Linked DNA regions of Gossypium hirsutum: region 1 is linked to region 2. A link is a contact called in public Hi-C data. All regions are on one chromosome and are shown on one strand. Each heading gives the region's core, a stretch centred on a gene start, on an enhancer-like site or on the middle of the called end of the contact. The rest is flanking DNA. Distances are from core to core; before and after follow the strand shown.

The links. A called contact is a pair of places that touch in the nucleus more often than the background predicts.
Region 1: a Hi-C map of leaf shows a contact between it and region 2, with 5 times the contacts expected there. The contact joins the promoter of LOC121208288 here to the promoter of LOC107915331 in region 2. A contact is called at or near these places in 12 of 34 Hi-C or Micro-C datasets (anther, callus, fibers and 3 more).

The regions. Positions count from the first base shown.
Region 1 is chrA10:18,173,306-18,180,098 of Gossypium_hirsutum_v2.1, forward strand. LOC121208288 (caltractin) reads left to right here and starts at 2,388. Exons shown (of 7, transcript XM_041078839.1): 1 at 2,388-2,654; 2 at 3,239-3,359; 3 at 3,447-3,483; 4 at 3,574-3,601; 5 at 3,700-3,852; 6 at 3,941-4,043; 7 at 4,437-4,653. The coding sequence starts at 2,652. The coding sequence ends at 4,501.
Region 2 is chrA10:17,986,730-17,994,517 of Gossypium_hirsutum_v2.1, forward strand. LOC107915331 (mitogen-activated protein kinase kinase kinase 20) reads right to left here and starts at 2,603. Exons shown (of 1, transcript XM_016844495.2): 1 at 1,139-2,603. The coding sequence starts at 2,409. The coding sequence ends at 1,399.

The DNA of each region.
Region 1 (6,793 bases), core at 1,138-3,637, 190 kb after region 2:
AATTATTATTATTTTCGTAGCTAACAAGGAACTCGAGGCATCGGCACACAAAAGAAAGAAGAAGGTTATCGAGGAATAATCGAGTAAATCCAGGTTTGTATTACTATAATTCAAATCTATTTATTATTAATTGTTATATTTTAATTAAAATGCATGGTAGATAAATTTAGGAAAGTAATTGAAATAATGATATTGGTTTAAATGAAATTGATTTAAAAGTGTTTATGGCTATTGAAATTAAATATGAACAAATTGGAAATTAAAGTGATTTGAATTGAATCAAAATGAATTGAATGAAGAAAATATGTGATTATTTGAAATGTATATTAATTGAAAAGTGATTAGTGACTTGAACTTGATTGGAAAATGAATCGAAAATACGAATTGAATAAAAGTAAATTAAATTATGAATATGGTGAATATGTGAATTGTGTATTGATTGAAAAGTGGATTGAATTGAATCAAAGTATGATTATATGTGCTTATCTGAAATATGTATTGATATTGAATTGTATATTGATTAGAAAGTGAAAAAGTGAATATGAATTGAATTGTGATTGAATTGAAAGTGAATTTGAAATAGAAAAATTATTTGAATACCCTATTAACCAGTCGAGCTGAGTCGGATATAGTTGGCATGTTATAGGATTGGAAGTGTTTAGGAATACTTCGACCTTGAGTCGATGATGCACTATAAGTGTCGTACTGTTACTTCGACTCAAGTCGATGAAGCACCTTGTGTGTCGTACAATTACTGTTACTTCGGATTAATCCGATGAGGTACTGAGTACTGTACTGTTACTGTTTACTTCGGCAAAGCTGATGAGGCACTAAGTGTCGTACTGCTGTGTTGGTTGGATTCGTGCATCCTCCAAGGTTCGGGTTTGTTAATAGGGTGAATAACTGAAATGAGAAAATTAAATAAATTTGACTAATCGTACTATTAAAAGTATGAGAAAGAAATTATGAGTTGAATTGTGAATTGAATTGAGACATAAGATTTGAAGCATGAACTTAAGGTTCATGAAATTGTTAAATATCGAATTATCGATATTGAAATCAGTTGAAAAAATGAAATGAGAAAATCAAATGAATTTGATCGATTGAACTATTGAAAGTATGAGAAAGTGAAATAATGAATTGAAATATGAATTGAAATTGAGATATCGAAATAAGGAGTGAAAATAGAATGAATAGGAAATAGTGAAATAGTGTATGAGTTAATTGAATATAATCATATGAATTAATTATAATTATTTTTATTGAAAAATGTTGGTTTAAATAATTATTGAAAGACTAATGTTACTGAATAATTGATGATTACTGAATGATTATATTAAAGTACTGAACAACTGATTGTTATTGATTGATTATGAATAGAAATGAATATTTTCTTAGAGAATAAGTTATTGAATTGAGATATAGAAATGAAATTTATGAAATAATGATTTATGAAATGGTTATTGATGAAATGCATGAAATGGATATTGATGTAGTAAGAAGATATATAAATTAAAATGAAGAAAAACTATTTAAAATACATATTATTAAATTAAAAATTAAAGTTTAAATGCATGAAAGATTTATTAAAGGTAAAATAGTGGTAAGATTTAATGTATATATATTATTTTACCTTAAGTATTTGAATTACAGTAATACCACTGGGTGTATACTCAGCGTATGGTTTATTTCCATGTGCAGATTAAGTACATGAATTTTTGAAGAGTTGAATTTTGAGATTGCAAACTTTCATTTTATCACATCTTCAAGTAACAACAGGATATATATTAAAATTTTGAATAGAATGGCATGTACTTAGGAAAAATATTAAGTATGTTCCAAGTGTCCATTTTTATGTTTTAATATATTAGTGATTAGCTAAGAATTACCTTGACACCAAATGTAATATTCCTATATCAGGTTCCTTGAGTCGAACATGAAATAGGGGTGTTACATATACTCCACAATCACAAACAATTCTTTTCTCCACTCCCAATGTCAAAAGAAAATAAAAGTTACATCTTTAGAAATTTAAATTCATATCATAACATATAGATAAAAACACCCTGCCAAGTGCATATCGAATCACATTAATTTTTCAAAAAGAGATTTAACAACTAAATCGAACATCAATTTGTTGGAATCCTTTCAAAAACAAAGATCAAAGATTTGATTTCTTTCATATCTATTTTATTGTTTATGTTCGGAATTAATATTTGATGCACGAATAGTATATAATTTCATGCACTATTAATGAACCGGATTATTACAAATGATTTAAATATATTTAAAAATATATTTTCATTTTTAAAATGATATTCTATAATTTAACTTATTAACAATAGTAGACTATTAATAAATCAAATATAAATCCATAAAACAAAATCAGACTAATTCCATAAATAAATGCAAAACACACCTAAATTTAGTTTATAAGGGCCAACTAAGGCCCACTTAAGCCCATTATTGGCTTATATTAGTTAACAATGGGGCTTTTCATGGGAGTCAACAAAGATCAATTAACCGCGTAAAGAACCAATTCTTTCCCTTTCCTGAGGTTAAAATCTTCAAAATCAAGTCTTTGCAATTGCTTTTCTTTTGAAGTTAGGGGACTTTTCTGGAACTGGTTTAAGATCTCATCTCAGTGAACAATGGTATGTTCTTCATATTTATCTCTACCATTCAATTTACTTTGTTTTAATCAATAATTATACTCCTCTTTCTTCTTCTTTACTATTATTGTTAAAGATTAGGGTTTAGTTTACTGCCTACTGTTTGGTAAATTTTATTTTGGATTGAATTGTGATTTTTTTTGTTTTATAATAAAATGAAATGGATGAGATATGTGGTGAATTAGCAGGACGTGGAAATTTAAAAAAAAAAATCGGTGATGTCTGTAAATTGCAGCAATTATGGATGAAACCCTTTAATTTGAAGATTCCTTTAACTTGAGCATAATATTTTCTTTGTGTTTGACTATTTATGGCTTGCTCAATTTGGAAATATCTATGTTTCTCCGGATCTTCATTTTGCTTGAAGTATCAGTGCCTGAAACCTTTATCCGACACATATTTGGATAAGAATCTTGGTAAAAAGAAAAATGCATCTGCACTGTAATAGCATCTGACACTCGCACTCGAGTCTGATTAACATAACCAAGTATACGTGGGATGATGTTGTAAGACTTTTATCCAACTAGAATTGGTTTTGATCATGTCTTTAATGAATGTTTGGTCAGGCTAGTCTTTACAGAGGGGCATCAAGGAAAGACAAGCAGAAGGGAAGACACCATGGATTAAGCCAGCAGAAGAGGCAAGAGATTAAGGAAGCATTTGAACTGTTTGACACTGATGGCTCAGGTATGGAATGGGTCGTTTAATACAGGTGTTATATATGATGTGTGGTTGGCATTTTTACTAAATTATAGGTTTGAATTTGCTGGCCAGGTACCATTGATGCCAAAGAGCTGAATGTTGCTATGAGGTATGAGTATTTATGCGTGATATTTCGTGTTTTTAAATAGATTTTTTAGTTGATATCTTCACATTGTCACTGAAAGTTTTAGCATTACAGGGCTCTTGGTTTCGAAATGACAGAAGAGGTAAGTTTTTGTATTTTCCTTTTTATATCTTGCAATAGATAGCATATTAATGTGATTATATTGGAATCCTTATGTTTCGATCTGCTGTTTCACAACAGCAAATCAATCAAATGATTGCGGATGTTGACAAGGATGGCAGTGGTGCCATTGACTTTGATGAATTTGTTCACATGATGACTGCCAAGATCGGGGAGAGGGACACTAAAGAAGAGCTTATGAAAGCATTCCAAATCATTGATCAAGATAACAATGTAAAAATCTGTTTTTTACCTGTTTATTTAGAAAGGATGTTGTTAGCTTTTTTCTGTAAGATTGATTCTTCATTCATTTTGAATTCAGGGAAAGATATCTGCTGACGACGTTAAACGCATTGCAAAGGAGCTTGGTGAACACTTCTCCGAAAAAGATATTCAGGACATGATTGAAGAAGCAGACCGAGATCGTAAGCTAGCCTTTCTTCTTGAATCTCGATACAGTAGACTTTGACTTTTTACTTTACAATTTTGCTCCAGACGATTGTAATGCTTGGATGTCATTCACATTTTACTTTCTCGAACCTTGTTTGGTATCCCATTATAATGTTGAGCTTACCAGGAGTGAGCATTCAATTTACCTTACACTGGCCTAACCAAAACCGAGCTTCCAAACTGAATAAGACCAAAACTGATTAAACAGAACCTATTTAATCGAATTGCTTATGTCTCGGACAGTTTTGTTAGTTAACCCCAATCTTGCATACCCCTAGAGCGGACAAGATTTTGTTCTTTACATAACACGTTAAATCTCATCTCTGTTGAAACAAACATGATAATCAATGTTCAACCGGTGAATGCAGATGACGGGGAGGTAAGTATTGAAGAGTTCATGAGGATGATGAAGAAAACTACATATGGCTACTAGAAGTTTGACTTATGGCCGGAGGGAGTGTTTGATCGCAGCCATGCGGTAGCTGTAGCTGCAGCTGTAGCATTGTTGTATAAATAAACTAAAAAAAACATGTTGTGTATGGATATATGTAATGGGATTGAATGTTTCTCCATGACTTTTAATTATGTTGTTCTTCTCTATTATTTAATTTTTTCGTACCGAAATAGAAGAGTAGAAGTTTTGGTATCAAAGCCTTGCATCTACAATGGTAATATCATATTTGCCAATCAAGTCACTGTAAGCATAAATCAATCCTGCATGTATACTTTTTAATCAATCTCTCCAAGCAGCAATGCTTTATTAAGTATACCCATCCTGCGTAGGCCTAGACCACCTTGGACCTTTGGGAGCATTCAAGGTGGATCTTTTTCTTGTTATCTTCATGTTTCCAACTGAAGTTCCTTATGATTCTTCTCTATCATGTTTGAATTAATATCTTGTAGGCTTTGTTTGGCCCAATGTCCCGTGATGATTTATATAGTGATGGCAGGCGCAGCAGTATATTTGCAATTATTACAACCTTTGTATTATCTAAATTCATTTATTATACATATTAAAACCTACACCAACGGTGAATAGAATAATTTTTTAATATCTAAAAGAAACTTAAAAAGAAAAAGGAATTTAAATAAGGGAGTTGTTAAGCATTTAAAAGATCTTGTCTAGAATTTGTACCACTACATGGATGCGTCTATGAATAGAATTGATAGTTTATCACAATAGTATTTCCTTCAATTATTTTCTTCCCATTATGTAATTAATATCAACATGTATTTCGGTAATCGTAATACACACCTTATCATAAGGTAGTTGGTGGGAAAACTATTGTTCCTTGTTTCATATCCTATTATAATGAAATTGTTTCTCTAATTGGGTCATCAATTTGGGCTTTGAATATGTTTTATTTTTGCTGAGTTAGTTTCACTTGAATGTGGCATATTTGACAAAACTAGAAGTATGGGTTGACTAAAATTCTAAGTCTCTCAATCAACTTCCCTAAGGTGGTTTGATTAGCATGGAAGTCTTATTATATCTTAATGATAAAGAGCTATTTTTTAGAGATAAATATCAGTTTATTCAGGGGAATTTCTTAAAGATTTATCTGCTGCTATAATAGCCTATAAATAGGCTTCATTCTCTCTTGGTAAATCATGATAGAGAGAGCTAGAATACCTTCACTTTCTTGAGTTGTTCTCATTACCAACTTATGTTTCTTTCTTGTGTTGAGAGCAATTTTTGGAGTGTCTTTGTTGATAGCTTTAATATGTTTTCTTGTGGTTATTTTGTGACTCTTTTAGGTATTATTTGGAGAGTTTATTGATTGTATTATGAGATATTTGGGTGAGTATTTCTGACAATTGGGGTCAGTATTGGGGCTACAATTGCTTTTTGGTATAATGGTAGACTGAGCTTAAACTAATAGGTGATTTGGACGATTATTGAATAAAATAATTCATTGGGTGAGGCTTCGTAGACGTAGGGACATTGTGTCTAAACTATGTTAACAAAGATCAGTATTTTTTTTTGCTGCTTGTTTTTGTTCTAACTGTCATTACAATGAATGTTAAACAAAATTGATTTATCATATCTGTAGACTAATTTTTTCACTTGATATCAGAGCGGACTTCAAAAGTTATTTGAAGATTGTTTTTTATTCGGTTTATGACTATGGAATTCATGAAGGTAGTTCGATTACTCGACTCCATTGCTACTTGGTTTAACAAATTATGCTTATTGGAAGGCTTATATGAGGGCTTTCATTGTGTCTGTCAATAAAGTAGCTTGGGAAGCTATTGAAGATGCGTTGACTCGACCTACTATAATTGCTGCTAATGGCATTACATGCCTTAAAGAAAGAAGCAAATACACTGATGTAGAAAGAAGAGCTTGTCATGAAAACTCACAAGCCCTAAATGCCATTTTTAGTGGAGTTGACTTGGACCAACTTAAAGTCATTTTTGTATGTGAATTTGCAAAAGAGGCATGGACAATCTTGAAAAACCAACATGAAGGAAATGATGTCATACACATGTCAAAACTTCTGATTTTAACAAATAGGTTCGAAAATTTGAAAATGTTTGAAAATAAAACTATCTCTGAGTTTTATGCAAGATTATGTGAGATTTCTAATAGGCTTTTTGCCTTGATAAGCGCTTTTCTGATGATAAAATGGAGGAGGCCAAAGATTTTATTACTCTCAAGCTGGATGAGTTAATAGGCTCACTCCAAACATTTGAGCTGAATATAGAGGAAGCAAAACATGAC
Region 2 (7,788 bases), core at 1,353-3,852:
ATAGAAATATGGTATATTTATAGCACATAAGTTTCATTTAGCACGTTTTTATTTTGTCCATTATAATGCATGTTTTAATCCATCCTAGGTTAGTTTAGATATTTATATTAATATTACTGATTAATTTGCTTTTTGAAACCAAAGAAAAGACCTAATTTATTCCGAATTAAATTATTTGTTGGTTCCACTACTCATCTAAACTACATTCATTATCATTTTGAGATTTTTAGGCTTAGTGGACACAATTCTTTGTTTTACTCCATGCCATCAAACCAAGTTTTTCGCATTTTTTAATTAAATTAAATTATTTTATTTTATGGGTAATTAAATGTTAATGTCGTGCTTGTAAATGTGTAATCATGTATTAAAAGGAAGTCCTTAGGGTCTTCCACAATCCACACTTCTTTCTTTTTTCTTTTTTTTTACATGAGAATATTATACGTATCTTTCAATTTCATCCTTATATTTCATTTAAATTTGAGATTTAATTTATATATTTTAATTTTGACATAATTTGATATCTCAAGTTTTATAATATCATTGGTTAGACAAAATATTTTATTTCAATTAAAATAATTACGTGAACTTTTAAGAATTATTAGCATCATCAAAATTTTTTGTTAAATTTAGGACCGCTACAATTTTTTTTACATGGATACACAATTTATTTTATTTTATTTTTTAAAATGTCACGCCAACATAAAACAATTCTAACACTGTTAACAAAATAGACCTAAATTTTTAAAATTAAAAAAATAAAAAAACTAAATTCTTGAAAATAAAAATATAAGAATTAAATTTTAAATATACAAAATTTAAACAAATTATAACATTAAAATTCTTACACTAATTTAATAAAAAAACGCAGAGTTTAACTATATATGAAGTGCAAGTAGAACCCATACTAATTAAAAATATCAAAGAAATGTGGGTGAATCACTAAATGTTGAAAAATTCACTTTGAGTTGACAAATCCAAAAATATTTTATTTTATAATTGAAATTTAAGACACTTTTTATTAATTAAAAAAATTGAAAATGACCCCAATGTGATGTATAGAATGAGAGTATTACAATTTGACATGAACAAGTTTTTGAGTTCACACTGCAATATGTTATAGTAATCAAAGTCAAAGTAGTACTGAAACCAAACAGAATGATGAATTCATTGGTAAGCTGAATTGTGACAACCAAAATAAAATAAGAAGGAACATAGAAGTTGAACCGAAGCAGCCTATGGGGAATGAATCTGTGGAAATACCAAGTTTTCAGGGGAAATGAATAAATTAATCTGTGGCCAATCACAACTCTCCATCAGCACAAAGTCAGTCCACTAATGTTTTCTCTAATAAAATTTACAATTTGATTCACGCTAATATGGCTATTCCATCATCTTATTCTACCTCAACCTCATCCAGCTGCCGCTAACACCCCAGTTAGGTGCCTCATCACATGCCAATTCACGAATCCGATCCAAAGCCGATGAAAACATGCTTGAATTTTCCCCTAAAATCGATTCACTCCAAACCCGATCTGGAAAATCCAAAGTACATCTTGGGGTTATTGCGATTTCTTCAACACAACCTCGTGAAGACGTTGATGGAACCGTTTCATCATCGCCAGCCATGAAAGGATGTTGCAGGAGCATCTCAGCTGTCCATCTCTTGTTTGTATCCCTAGAAAAACACTTAACCAGAAAATCTTTTCCTTCCCCAGATAATTCCCTTGGAATTCCAGGCAATTCATCACTGGCCCCGATTTTAATCAACAAATCCGCCATGTTGGCTCCTGGTTTCAAGTTCCAAGCTGGTTTCCCAGTAAACATCTCAACAACGGCGCATCCAAGTGCCCAAATATCCACCCCCGAATCATAAACGTTTCCATTGATAGACTCAGGGGCCATACTCAAAGGCGTTCCCCTGATTTCAAACCTCCCCTGTTTTTCACACTTTCTCTTTGCCAATCCAAAATCAGCTATCTTCACATCCCCATTACCAAACAAAAGAACATTTTGAAGCTTGATATCACAATGAACAAACCCTTTGGAATGGATGAAGTTTAGCCCTTTCAGTATCGATCTTGCAAATCTTTTAACATCGGATTCCATCAATTTCCCACCGTTTAGCTGAAGGTGATCGGCTAAGCTTCCTTTATTAGCATACTCCAAGAACAGATTGTAAAATTTCCCACAATTCTCAACAGTAAAATCGTCGCCGAAACAACTGATGATTTGGGGGCAGAATCCAAGTTGGTGGAGCACCTGTTTCTCGTTCTTGAGAGAAGCCGAGTTATTAGTTTCACAACACTTGACAGCCAAGAATGATGATCCCGAAAACCCTGTTTTAGGTAACACCAAATTCACAGTGCCGAAACTTCCATATCCAATCGTTTCTCCCCGAACCCACTCCATTCCAGAAAAATTCGAGCTCCAATTTCACTCAAGAACCTGGATTTTGTTTCTTATTATTGAAGATATGGAAGCCTTTTTACTGGTTGTGGTTGGTTTGAGATGAAGAAATGGAAGCAAACATAGGTGACAGAGGTTATGGTGGTGCAAAGTGTGTATATATATAAACGTGGGATATGTGCATTTTTATTTGGTAGTGTTGAATTTCAACTTATGCTATTATTAATGCACGTGATAGGTAAGGATATTTTTATTTATTTGAGTTTTCCAAATATGGATATGAAATAACAGCTTAGGCTATCAATTTAAAAACGTGGCCGATCTATATCATTTTCATTCAACGCCACGTGCATTTAGATTTTTATTTACATTTTCCTACTTTTGATTTGGTATTTTTTTTAATTACAATAATTTTTAAATTAGGAAAAAAAATTGATCATGATTCAACCCCATAATCTCAAAATTATTTTTTTCAATTGTTTTTAAATATATAATCATTTATAATTTTATTTTTCATGTTTTTATCATAGGAAAACATGTACCAAGCATGTTTTCATTGTTGAAAAATATATTTATATATATTTCAATTTCAAAAAAAATAAAAAAATAGTTTTAGAAACCAAATAATTGATTTTTTTGCACAATACTTTTTCTCAATTTAAAAAGCAAGCAACTATTAAACACACACTCATTAGCAACCTAATGTCATATGTAAAAAATAATCCAATGAATATAGAAAAAAAAGCTTGATCAGTGAGTTAATAATATGAGGGATATGATGTTTTTTAATTAGAAATGTGGAGAATTTAACGTAGAAAAACAAAAACACAAATTTGGAGAGAGTAAAAACATATCTATGTTAGAGAAACATATTAAATATCTAAAATAATTTTTTATATAAGTATTAGTTTAGATTTTATAGTTTAAAAGACACAAAATTGATGAGCCTTAATGATATTTAATTTACTACCATCCAGGATGCATGTGAGGGCAAATTACAATGGGTTTTCAACTTCATATATTTATATCATCTTTACTTGTATACAAATATTTCATTAAATTTGGAGACTAGTTGGCTTGGAAAACAATGTCTCTCATCATCATCCTCTCCAATTAAAAAAAAAAAAAGAAATTAGGGAGGTTGGGTCTTAGAGGCTTTGCTTAATATGTCTGATTTACGAGTTAAACTAAAAAGGAAAGGAAAAAAAAAAAGAAAAACACTTTTAACATGTAAAGTATATGCCATAAACCAACATGAATGCAAAAATTCTCTGTATCAAAGTGTTGGGACAGATTAAATTACTATTATAAATATGACACTTGAAATGTAATAACGTATTAATATTTGTATTAATAAATAAGATTATAACGTATAATAGGAATATAGGAGCAATTTGTGGGAGAACTCCCGAACTAAAGCATTCCTCACGTTTTTTTATTTCTTATTTTTTTATTACAATAATCTAAACCAAAGAAATCCGAGTGGCTGTCAAAATGTGTAGAAATCAAAGAAAAAAACTATAGAAATAGTGGGTATTTTTGTTGGTTATTATTAGGTAAGGCGAGGACCCACGTCAGCCAAAGATACACCGAAACGTGGGTTGAAGCCGACGATAGGACAGCGAGGTAGCAAAATTAAGTGCACCATGCAATGCACTCGAATAAAGATGGGGATCTTCCACTGACGACTGCTGCGTAATCCATTTGAGTTCATGAAACTGCAACCTTCGAAGGAAAGGTTCATGGAATCTTGGCCGCGCTACCAGCGCCCGGCTACAGCCAAGCGGCCTGGTTGATAGTGATCCATTCCGGATTAGCTACATCTCTAGCTTAGACTCCAGCTATCTATTCGGCTCAGTAGATCCCACATAAATTTTATATATTTGGGCGGCTTTCATTCTCCACAACTTAAATTCAATAATTATATAAATTTAATTATACAAATAAAAAAATAAAAATTTTAAATATTATTTAAATGGTCAAAATATGTCATAAGCCCCGTACTCTTCATAAATTTGAATTTAGTTCCTGTAATTTTATTTTTAAAAATTTAATCATTCTACTTTTTTAGATTTCAAAATTTAGATCTAATTGTTGATATTGTTAAAATTATTTTGTTAATTCAAGTTCATTGCAATATAATTTTTAGTTTACATTGCTCCAAAGTGATTTTTTTTTTAAATGTCATACCAACATCTTTAACAAAAAAAATATTAATAATTAGACCTGAATTTAGAAATTTAAAAAATAAAAGAGACTAAATTTTTAAAAATAAAAATATAAAAATTAAATTTTAAATTTTAAATTTGTAAGAAATACAAAGATCTATGATATATTTTAACTATTTAAAATTGTAAAGAATCTTAAGACTTTTTTATCTGTATATATGAGATTGAAAATTTATTTTGCAAAGTAGTTGGGTGGTTCATCTATTTAGCAAACTAGTTGAGTTTGCAGGGGATAGAAGTGAAGTCGGTCACTTAGGGCGCCAACTTTAATATGTTCTCTCTGTATTCAACATATTAGGGTTCGTGAAGGCAGGGAAGGATGAAAAAAAATATGAGGGTTGACGTGAAGGTAGATTGAAAAATAAAGGCCAACTGAAATCAATAAAGTTTTGTCATGCACGCATGCATAGGCGAATTTAGGGATGCTTGCAGTGGACTTAGTCCCTCTTAAAATATAAAATTGTTATTTAGTCTATTAATTTTTTTAAAAATTTTAAATTAGTAAGGGTAAAATTACACTTCTCCTCCCTAAAATTATAAAAATTTGATTTAATTCTTTAAAAATTATAAAGATATAAATTATAAAAAATTAAGATTTCATTCTGCCCCTCTAAAAATTTGTTCTGGCTTCGCCTGCATGCATGTAGAGTTGAGATGATGGAAGCATGAGGTGATGGAACAGGGCTCTGGAGGCCTCTGAGATGATGGTATTGGAAAAAATTTGCTTTAAAAACGGTTTTTTTTACATAGCGAAAAAATAAAAGTTTTGAAAATCAAGTTGATTTGTAATATTTATAGCAATAAATTTTTTCTTGAAATAAAATATGTGCTTTGAGCAAGAAGAATTCTAGACATTTTCGACTTTCAACTGAATGGTCTTGTCCGTTATTCTTGTATCACGAACTGCTTCAAGTGTGGGCTCGAAGAATTACGAACCAAACATAAAACCAAAAATAATTTTCTTACTTTCAGTAGGAAAATAAATCTTTCACTTACAAAAACCAATAGAAATGTTATTCTCGAAAAATAAAATTTATATTTAGAAATAAATTCTCAATATTTTTTGGGAAAAATAATAATATCACAAAAGTTGTGTAACTTATTGTATTTTTAGTCTTACCAGTGCTATCTATTTATAGGTAGAGAAAGTAAAACCCTAATTGGATTTGTAGAATGCATTTAATGTCTATTTAATAGGAAAAAAAAAACAATCCCCTAGTTGAAATAGAAAAAGGGCGGCTAATTAGGTGTGCCTCTCCTCATATGTAATATGATAGAGATTCAGGTCTCTCCCATATTGAGTCAAATTATATGCATTTCCTAGACTTTTAACCCAATATTTTATAATTTAATCTAACTCAGTACATGTTTTTCTATTTCTCAAAATAAACATTATTTATTAAATTCATTTAAATGAATTAATTTTTCTAATTAAGTAATTTTCTCAACCAAATCTTAATTCCGTTAAAATCATAACAACTTTACCGTAAAAGAATCTATGAAAAAATTATTTAATTTTTACATTCAACAAATTCACAATGATCAATTAATTTCATTTCATTTTCGAACTTCAATTAATCAAATAATAATCCGAAAAACTTTAATTAATTCTCAGGTCATTTCCACACTTATTGAGAAGCCACATTCATTTTCGAATGTAACTCATTTCTCTAACTTTATCATTTCTATCCATTTTTGTTCATTTGATTCAACATGCAATTCATTTCTGGTTTCAACAAACTAACGAAGGAATCGATTGGACATATGTGATTAGAGCTCAAATGATTTATAATTAAGTTCTAGCTTTTCACCTATTAATTATAAACTCATTTAGTCATGAAGTCATTCCACTATAGTATCGTGATTGAGCTCTCCCTAATGATATATCATTACGAAAGTTACTTAATCAGTGCTCGTCCAATGACCTTATCATAAATGTGTTATCCTTTTATTATATCATTAATCTTTTTGAAATAAATCTGCTCTCCCAATATGATCCTATCTTATCTCATGGTAACCATTACATCTTCCTTTATGAAAAGTAAATTACTATTATATAATAATTAAGTCATTCATCACAAAGAAGAATGACCCGTGCCATATTTACTTTTCATCTATCATGTAATGCCAATGAGAGGATATCATTTACCCATGTTTTTTTGCTATGAATTCCACTATTGTGAATGATGCTACATACTATAGAAGTCGTATACCCAATGCACCAACTTTTAGTTCTTTGTCAATTTGAACTCAGGTTTTTACTTACATCAAAGTATATAAGTCACGCATACATAGTCTATCATCCACTTAGGGTTAAGGTATGTCACACTATGAACGTAAAAAGTGAATAAATTCATAAACAGATTCAAGATCTATTATGCTTGGGTCCAGTCCAATGTATTGTCAGTCTGTCAGTCACATCTATATCTCTATCTTCTAAGAGTCATTCGCTTCGATGCCCAAGACAAGACATCTCCCCAATTGGACTTGATAGATGACATATTAGTCTTTCAATTAGTTTGCTCATTTCGATTAGACTAAGGACATGTTTAGCTTTATATACTAATATAAGTTATCTTTTAGTATTACGATCAAACCACGTAATATTGTTTAATAATAGTTAAACATTAGACAACCAGTGAGCTAATATTTACTTCTATTTTGCTTTAAATGCAAAAGCCACATGAGGACAATATAAAAATGATATTAATGTCATTCATGAATAATTTTATTAAACCAAGCTATTCGAAAAAATACAAGTGTACATAGACGAAAATATTACACTTAGGACACCAGATCCAACAAATAGAAGCCTGATATGATAGAATAAGGTTCTGGGTGATATGCTGAGAGCTTGAGATAATGTAACAATGTTTTGGATAAAATGATAAAATGAGTAAGTGAAATTATAATTGCAAAGATGGGGGAGGCTGAAATTTTTTTAAGTAGAATTTTACAACATTTCAAGTAGAGTAAATGTATTCAACTTCTTTCCTTGAGTGTTGTTATATTGTTCTAGCTATTGTCTTTTAAATATTTTTGCAATCTTCATCTGCCTTCTTCAATTTTTGTAAGTATTTTTTTACTCTGAAATTATAATTCATGTATTAATATATTAACATTTACTAAGTATTATAGAATAGATCATTGGAAT